Regions from separate parts of the Mus musculus genome. Here all the other regions are linked to region 3. Evidence: chromatin contacts called from public HiChIP or PLAC-seq data. All regions are on one chromosome and are shown on one strand. Each heading gives the region's core, a stretch centred on a gene start, on an enhancer-like site or on the middle of the called end of the contact. The rest is flanking DNA. Distances are from core to core; before and after follow the strand shown. Region 1 overlaps Foxo1 (forkhead box O1). Region 2 overlaps Foxo1 (forkhead box O1). Region 3 has its middle 20 kb from the start of Gm30235.

What was found. HiChIP or PLAC-seq counts read pairs in DNA pulled down with a chosen protein or histone mark.
Region 1: an HNF4G HiChIP or PLAC-seq map of pancreatic cancer cells shows a contact between it and region 3. The contact joins two enhancer-like sites. A contact is called at or near these places in 2 of 484 Hi-C or Micro-C datasets (cortical neurons and liver) and 3 of 115 datasets of contacts at active chromatin or transcription factors (CD8 T cells, pancreatic cancer cells and thymic regulatory T cells).
Region 2: a contact with region 3 is called in a FOXA1 HiChIP or PLAC-seq map of pancreatic cancer cells. The contact joins two enhancer-like sites. A contact is called at or near these places in 2 of 484 Hi-C or Micro-C datasets (CD4 T cells and pre-B cells) and 4 of 115 datasets of contacts at active chromatin or transcription factors (CD8 T cells, effector CD8 T cells, large pre-B cells and 1 more).

The regions. Positions count from the first base shown.
Region 1 is chr3:52,295,019-52,297,935 of GRCm38.p6, forward strand. All of the region lies in intron 1 of Foxo1 (forkhead box O1), which reads left to right. Among named protein-coding and RNA genes, the nearest start is that of Foxo1, 28 kb to the left of the region's middle. Within about 2 kb of position 1,398, at least 49 of the 459 cell types and tissues checked have an H3K27ac peak or open chromatin away from gene starts, as enhancers often do. A contact at or near this core is called in pancreatic cancer cells, where this site is marked.
Region 2 is chr3:52,339,053-52,341,874 of GRCm38.p6, forward strand. The region is part of intron 1 of Foxo1 (forkhead box O1); the gene reads left to right. Among named protein-coding and RNA genes, the nearest start is that of Foxo1, 72 kb to the left of the region's middle. Within about 2 kb of position 1,484, at least 19 of the 459 cell types and tissues checked have an H3K27ac peak or open chromatin away from gene starts, as enhancers often do. A contact at or near this core is called in CD8 T cells and pancreatic cancer cells, where this site is marked.
Region 3 is chr3:52,628,923-52,631,824 of GRCm38.p6, forward strand. No RefSeq gene overlaps it. Among named protein-coding and RNA genes, the nearest start is that of Gm30235, 20 kb to the right of the region's middle. Within about 2 kb of position 1,514, at least 64 of the 459 cell types and tissues checked have an H3K27ac peak or open chromatin away from gene starts, as enhancers often do. A contact at or near this core is called in CD8 T cells and pancreatic cancer cells, where this site is marked.

The DNA.
Region 1 (2,917 bases), core at 148-2,647, 330 kb before region 3:
ATCACAGAACTGTGGAGCCACACTTTCTAGACTTGTCAGATACCTGTAATGTAGACCGAGGGTTAACTTGCTAAGTCTTAGATTCTGAATAGTTTATAAGACTAAGCGAACCCCTCAGAACTAAGTATCTAGCACTTCCACAGTAAGTACTTTATTTCTTTATTACAGTAGTTCCTTTGTATTTTTGTTTGTTTTTTGTTTTTGTTTTTGTTTGGTTTGTTTTTTTTTTTGTTTTTTGTTTTTTTTTGGATTGTTTGAAATGGGGTCTGGCTTGGTAGCCATCTCTGCCTCAGCCCCTAAGTGTTACAGTCCTGTGCTGTAGGGCCTGACTGGGGTTTCTTTAGAAAATGTGGTAATAGCCACAAAAAATACACCATCAGCCATTTTGAGTTGTACTGTGCACTAGAGTTAAGTACTTTTCGTATCGGTTTGAGACTGTCAGTACCATCTTTTGTCAGATCTCTTTTTATCTTGTTTTCCCAAGCTTTGTGCCCATTGAACACTTCTTCCCAGCTTCGCCAGTGACCTTTGTGGGGTTGGTTGGTGAATTGACTTCTCCAGGTACTTTCTCTGGGAAATGCTGATACGTGTTTAATCATCTGCTGCAAAGTGGTTCTGCCATTTTACTGCCTTGTCCCTGTCCCTCCCTGCCCTAGGCAGGTCTTTAATGGCACTAGAAAGAGTGGTTTCTACACCGTCAAACACCATACTTGGCATTAATTTTCCCTTAAAATATTTTAAATTAGTATTGCCTTATGTAAAATGACCACAAAATCATAGCACCACTTTCCTGTTCATGGAAATTAGAGTTTTGGGCTGTATTTAAACCAATGGAAATTTGAGTGTTATAAAAAGCTCTGTTTGAGCTCTGCATTTTCTGCTGAGTCACATGCAGATGTACTGCTTCTGTTCTCTGCTTTGAGTGTCTGAAATCTTCACAGAGCAGTGCTTAGAATCTGCAGGTAAAGAACTGCCATTGGATATTACCAGCAGTGTAATTTGCCATCTTATTTTTATTTAGATAGAGATACCTTGGATTAAGGGGTTTTGCAATGATAACACATTTGGTACTTACTAATAATTTCTTTGCATATCAGATTAGTTGTATATCGAGAACTAAGAACCATAACCCGTAAAGTCTACTAAGGAGCCAGCGGACTTAGTGCTGACCATGTGGCTTGTTTTTCCCTCAGCTATGTAGGTTTATATTTTAGTTTATTGAATGTGACCGTTCATTTGTTAATGTCTTTGTGAGGTTTGTTATTCGTTATGTAGCAAGCCATTGTTATGTGTCTGTTACATAGTTCTGTAGACAGAAACCAGTTAAATTACTAAGCAGTTTACAGCATAAGGGCTGTAAGGTCCTATGACCTGAATGCCGTACTTGATCAATGTAGTCAGAGGCCACAACACTGCTTTCTGTTCCCATTGTTCTTTATCCTGACTCACCACCGGCTTGTACTCTTCCAGCCCTAGGAGATTTGGTTTGAATTAGTGGTAATCTTGCAGTCGATCATTTGTCCACATAGGCGTGATAGCAGTGGTAATGTGATAAGGTGGTTGGTATAGGCTTACATCTTTGAGATACCCTTGATTTGGAGAAGCTCTCTGGTAGTTGCTTCTTAGATAACGGGCAGAACATGGAGTAGTTAAAAAGTACAAGTTAAAAATCAGATTCAAGTCTTTTGCTCTCCCTGCTATTAGTGAGATGACAGTCTTCTCCTTGTGTTCATCTTTGTTAAGCGTTACGTAATCAACCACTAAATTCTGCTTTACAGCATAGATGACAGCCCGTAGGAGCTGGAGTGAGTGAAGGTGAGCGTGAGGGAGTGGTTGAGCGAGCGGTGTGTTTAGTGTGTCTGCTGTGTGGCTTACTCTAAGCCTGGAAATACTTCGAAAAGTTTACCTGCAACACCAGTCGCTGCCATCTTAGCAGGAATGTTATATACTGATTGTTTTGCCTCTGAAGAAGCGAGGCCTGGTGTGTGTGAGCTACCCTTTTTGTTCTTTGTGAACTTAGCTATGCGCTCTAGAGCCTCCCCTCCAGAGGATGCCACAAGTGTTCAATTTCGCTTGTTATTCTTACATATTGTATAGGGAGTTAGGCTGGAATTTCAAAGGAAACCCTCTAGTTTAAACAGAAATACCTGGTTGCTACTTCATTCCCTCCCCCTGCCCTGATGAAATACCCTTCATTGCTGTTTCTGTAACATCTTAATCAAATCCAGATCCTTAAACACACACTGCTGGTAAACAAACCATGCCGGCACCAGGTTCAATCAACTGAGAAGAAAGGTAAAACACGAGGAACGTGGATGCCCACACCTTTCAGTCCCTCAAGCTGTGTGCCATCAGCACAAGACGCCATACTTACAGCCCTTCTGGTGGCCGCCTGGTCTGAACACTGAGCCCGCAGAATGGCTTCTTTTCACAAGTGGTTTTAACAGGTACCCAGGGGTGGTACCCTTCCACTTCATTCTTAGTGTGCAGTGCTGTCACTTGACACACACCCCCCTGCCCGTGTGTGTTCGTGTGTGTGTGTGTGTGTGATCTCTCTCCAGATCTCGCACTCTCCAACAACTTGTTCCCTTTCACAAACAGAAGTTAGGAGAGGCGGGATCTCGGCACCTCCAGCCTTGTGGCCGTGCATCCTGATGTGGCTGTAGATTCGTTTTCTAGCAACTGCAGACAAGTAACCTCCTTCATTGCACAAGCTTGAGCTCTGAAACAGCCTTAGTAACTGTTTACCCCTCTGAGTCACTAGGGATGGATTATTTCCCTACGTGCCAGAGTATGTTTGATTTGAAAAGCATCTAAAAATACCTGCTCAGTTACTTGTAAAGCAGGATGGTATGGGGATAGACATATGTGCTTGAATGTTAAGAGAGATGTAGTAAAGTGAGCAAATTTGTGCCAA
Region 2 (2,822 bases), core at 234-2,733, 290 kb before region 3:
AGCCAGTTTTATTTCCTTATGTTTGTGTCAAGTGATACCCAGGCCCTTCCATGCATACATGCTACCCCACTCTACCCTGTGTAGTCCTCTGATAGCCATTGACAGGTGTTAAGAGCCAATACTCATTGAGACCCTGACTGACTCATTCTAGGACCACCTCCATCTCAGGGAGGCTTCCCATGCTACCCACGAGTCCCCTCGCCTCTCCTTTTTGCTGCTATTTTACATGACAACTGTATCTCCCCCACCCTGTGTACTATGGAAGATCGCTTTAGAGGAATTTTCTTTACTCTGGAATGCTTTGAATAAGATGAAGCACTTTGGAGCAAAATGGGAATCCACAGCAGTTTGGTAACTACAGTTCCATGTCAGATGGCCTAGAAAGACGGTCGTGTCTTAGAGTGTAGACCAGATGAATGGTGAGTGTTAGAGCTTTGAGGACAGCTTTGGGATCACCAGAGAAGTGTCAGGACTTTAGTGTAGACAGGTTATGGTTTAGAGGGTGCTCAGGTGAGAATAGAGCTCTGAAATGAAACCATCTTTATGGAGAAAAAGCAAGGCTTCTCTTACAACATGCTTTTGAGTCAAATTTCATGTACACTATTAACAATTTATGTCTAAATGCACACAGACTGTCGAGTAAATGTCTCATGATTTCCTTCTCACAAGCACACTGGACACTAGTCATTATTAGTAGTAACTCAAATCGGAACTCTGAGTAGTGGAGTGGGCTTTGCTACTCTGAATCTTGAGTGTGTTTTCACATAGCAGTGTAAAAAGGAAGCACGAGGTGGCATCGATAGTTGCTGGGTGTCTGTAACAGCTGCACACAATTAGAAAGCTCAAAAATGAGGGAAAATACTTTGGGAAAATCTAGTTTGTCTAGCATTTTTTAAAGAATTTCCAAAATTCCTACAACTGGGCGCTTTTTAGCCATATGTTCCAGTCTCTGAGCATGAGATTCTTTGTGTTTGTTGTCGACACCTATGCAGTCAGGTGGCACTTCTCAGCAGACGGGGGTCTCTAGGGACCATTTCGTTTTCCTTGTGAGTTCTCGTAGCCTCTTTACATAGGCTTTCCCTGGGAAAATGCATACCTGAAACTCAGCGTAGCTTCTGTCATAAAGCACCCACAGGGTAGCAAGTCTTATTGTGTACATTGACTAGCCATTAGGGCAAACGCTGGGTTTTATAAAGCAGTAAGTGCAATGACTACTTCTCCCCCAGTGTGTTGTGTACTCATGTTACTCCAGTGTGTTGCTTTGCTTCTTGATACAAGTGAGTACTAAGAGGTGGTTTTGTCAGCTTGCAGCAGTGTAGTAGGGAATCACAAAGTCTTGCCCGAGTTCTAGCTAATGGGAGGGAGCTTCTTTCTGCTCTAGTTTCCCCCTTTCTAAAGTGTGACCAGTGACACCTGTCTACGTGTAGACTACCCCGTAGGGTGAGAAGAGATGTAGCCACAACAGTACACTAGAAAGGAAGAGCCGTAAGGTACAAAGGCCAGGATTTCATGAGCAAGGTGCAATCAGCATAAATTGCTGCCTGGTGGTTATTACTGTATGGAAAGAAAGACCAAGGGTGCACCTAGAATTGAAAAGTAGAAAGAAATAGGAAATGTAAAAAGACCCAGGCCAGGCCAGCAGGTAGTGGCCTTCGCACGGCTGAGAAGCTCAAGCGCTAAAGTATGGTTCAGGTCAGACGCCAGGGTTCTGAGAGCCAGGGACCTGGCAATCAGGATGAAGAGAGATGCCTCGGAAGCACCAGATCCAGCAGGTGACAGGAACTGAAACCAGTAAGCAGGGGCAGGGCAGGGTTTCCAGCAGGCTTAGGGGGTGGTGAGAGGCAGGCACGGAGTCTATGTTTGACTAACTTATGACTCGGTCCTCACCTCCGATTTTTGTTGGAGATTCAGCATTCCTAGAAGTCTACTATGATGGATGAGTAGTTTCCAATGTTTTGTTTTGCTTTTAAATCTCATGCCCTTTTTTGATAGGGCTTCAAGTTGTTCATGCAGTTCAGATATATTATGTATGTTCTATAGCACATTGTTAGACATAGTTTTTTGTGTGAGATTTAAAACTTCAAGGTAAATGCATATTTATAGATTCTGCACTTCAGTGATTGCCTGATAATTGCTTTTGACTGGGAGGATAAAAACATCTTGGTTGGAAGAACAAAGAACAAAATAACCCTGTCCTGTGTCTCTATGTGCCTGACATTTCCCACCCTAGGACAGTACAGTAGATCTCATTCAAAACCGACCCAGTGGAGAGACCCAGCTATGGTCATTAAAGCAGATCTGTTTTGGCCAGCCAGGACTAGAAAACTGACTGTAGTGTGTAAATTTAGGCAATGTGTGTGTTGAGAAACCATCAGACCCTTCCTTGACACGAGTTGCTATTTCCCATAAATAACATGAATGCTTTATACTAGTTGGAACACTGGAATCTGGTTATCTTATATGTATATCTTATATACATGTACAAAACATTATTATTCTAAAGATGCTGGTGTCCTAGTAGTGTTATTAACTAACTTCATTCCTATTGATGGAGACGGGCATTTTTACACATGCTGCCTTGTTGAGTATGTTGAACTGTCCTTGACATAGAAGCTGAGGAAGTTGACGGCTCCTAGAAAGCTCTGTGGGGGTCATCTGTTGGTTTGTCAAATGACTCTTACTATTCCCTTCCTTTCACAGAACCTCTGGAGGGTAGCCTGGGTCCTCCTTCCTTCCTATTTCCTTTTCTGCTGTCTGTACCATGAGCTGTCCTAATGTGGAACATGAATGGTAGATGCCTAAGAGATGCCTAAAACCTCACA
Region 3 (2,902 bases), core at 264-2,763:
TTCCCACCCACCAAGTGTAGATCTGTAAACGTCTGTCTTTCCATACACACACATGTAGGTGTATGTGCATAGATCTAAGTATGCACCAACACTTGTGGAGCTGATAAGACAGGTGGTTGGGTATGACCGATGTGTGTGTGTGTCTATGCGTTTATGGGTGTATCTGTGCATGTGCACATGCATGTGTAAAATATTTTAATTCTTTTCCTTTCTTTTCTCTCTGGTTCATGAAGAGTTAATAAATTCCAAGCCTCTTCTCCTGACTGTAAGAGGTTAGAGAGAGAGAGAGAGAGAGAGAGAGAGAGAGAGAGAGAATGTGAGTCTCTCTCTCTCTGTGTATGTGTGTGTGTGTGTGTGTGTGTGTGTGTAAGAGAGAGAGAAGAAATCAGAGCTTATTAAAGCACAAATAGAGAGCTACAGAGAAAGAAACTAGCACTTACCAGCACAGAGCAGTAAGAAAGAGTTAAGTGTCCATAGGCCATCAGCTTCTGGCCCCCCAGAGTAGTAAGAGAGATTAACAAGGCCATAGGTCATCAGTCTTTGGCCTTCGTCCAACTCTGTGTCCCACCTCAGTACTTGTGATTCCAGGAAGGTCCCCAGTAGTTCTAGGAATTAGGTAAGATGCAAGAAATGGCTCTTTCCCTGGGAAATGCGTAACCCAATGGGCAAAGGCAAACAAATTCAAATATATATTCACTCTGCAGTTTGGAGAGAAATGGTGGATTAATGCATTTCGAGTCCACTGTGAAGCAATAACCAAGACAGCTCACGGCATACCAAGAATGAAGAACAACATTCACCTTTTATTGAGCACTTACCATGCCCTGCTTTTTGTCTGAGATATATTACACAACTTTATCATAACAATCCTCTGAGACAAGGACGGGGACTTTGGTTGTTGAAAGATTTTGTGCAAAGCTGCCCAATTAATAACCAGAAGAACCGAAATATCATGCCTATGGCCATGCTAACAACTATACCGTGCTGTCTTCCTGGAAAGGAAATCTATCACTCACCGAACTCCTTCTCATGTGGGGCTCAGTCAGTTAAATGCTCTTCATATTTCCACGACAACCAGAATGCAGGAAGGAGGAGCTGTGACTACTCACTGGCCACACATACCTGTCTGGATCCCACCTCTCCATCAATTAGCCAGAACCTGAATAGTGAGCAGGTCTAGGCTTACACATTGGCTCATGCCACTAGCCATAACTCCCTAGTCAGTTTATCCAGTGTTCCTCATGCAGAGAACAGTTTGTCCTCAGTGTCATCATCTGCCCCCATTAATAGCTAATGTCGCCAAGGTGGCCATTGTATTCATTCGGCAGTATGACTAACGGTTGCAGTATACATTTCCACAATCCTCCGTTGTGGAATACAAACAAGATCCTTCTGAGGGGTTAAGGTGGGTGCTTAGAAAAAGCAGCTGGCTGTTAGAACAGGAACCGGGGTTCCTCAGCACCCTCACATTCCATATACCAGCCCTCTGAGTCACCCAGCACACACCCTTCTTCACTTCCTCTCCTAAAAACAGTTGCACTTTGTGCCACAAGAACCATGTCTACTCCAGTATTGACCATACTTAATGGTGGTCCTGGACATGTTGATATGAAGAAGGATTAAATATGACAGAGCCCTAATTAGACAGTCTCTATGTTATAAATTGCTTTTTGTTGTCAATTGCAGATTTATTTTTCCTTTCTTTTTTTTCTTTTCCTTTTTCTTTAATTTGTTTGTTTTATTTGGTCTACCAAAACCAGGAAGTCAAAGCCATAATTGCTCTTCCTGCGAATCAAGATAAAAAAATCCCTCTTCTGATCTCCTATTGCTACTCAGGGCCCCTTGTTCCAAGTTCCTATGCTGGGCCCCATGACATCATGTAGGCAGAAATGGGAGAAGAGAGGCTTCTCCTGATGGTTAGAGAGAGCTGAGCCTCTCGGGGCCCTAAAAGGTAGCAGACATGATAAAGTGCAGTGGCATTGTGTGAACTTCACTCGAGGGCATCATAACTCAGAGGTCTGAGGTTCTGACCTTCAGGTGATGCTACGCCTGCCTTAGTGCTTCTCACAGTGGAGCAGCAGCCCTAGGCCTGCTGGGAACTGAGTGAGAAAGGTGTTTCTAAGTGTGGGATCGAGGATGGGTGTCTTTTAGCACCTTGTGCTGAGTCAGAAGCGCATGTTCAATTGTTCTGTAGATTGCTCAGCCTCTCTAATTCACCTGACTCACAGGTTAGTAACTTAGTAATTGATGAGGTAGTCTTTAGTTTTTACCAGTGAGTCACAAGTGTGTGTGGGGGGGCTGATAGCAGTTCAAGTTGTTTCATGATGTCACTGGGATGTAAGGATGCTTCTCTGACTCTTCAAGAGGCAGTCGCTTGCCAGCCAAGGTCATTCTGCATCCATCTGTTAGAGACAGGCTGGTGTCACTTCTGGAGCCCCCATATACCTGGTTCCCCACAGGGGAGAGGGAGGATAAATGAGGTTGTATGTGTAAAATGTTTGACAACTTGGGCAGAAACCTCCAGGTAGAGGAGGTTTCCTACCACGATCCCATCCCCTCAAATAGTCTTTCTACCACTCCTCATGGACACTGAAAACCCCCTGCCCTGGCAGCTGTGCCAAAACCTGCCTTGTAGCCTGCTCATTCATAGTCCATCACTGTCTACCGGGAAGCCATGTTCATTCCAGTCTCAGTGGTCCTTTGGGGGCATTGCTGTTTTCCTGGTGCACATGTTAGACTCTCTCCCCCTCCTTTTCTCTTTAGTACTACACCTTCAGCACCAGATCTCCTCGCCATGGCCCACTCTCCCACTCTGAGCCAGTTCCTGTGGGTGACTCATGAAGGCCAGTTCTCCTCCGCTGATGCGCTGGTAGTACCTGGCTGTGTTCATCTCTTCATGCTT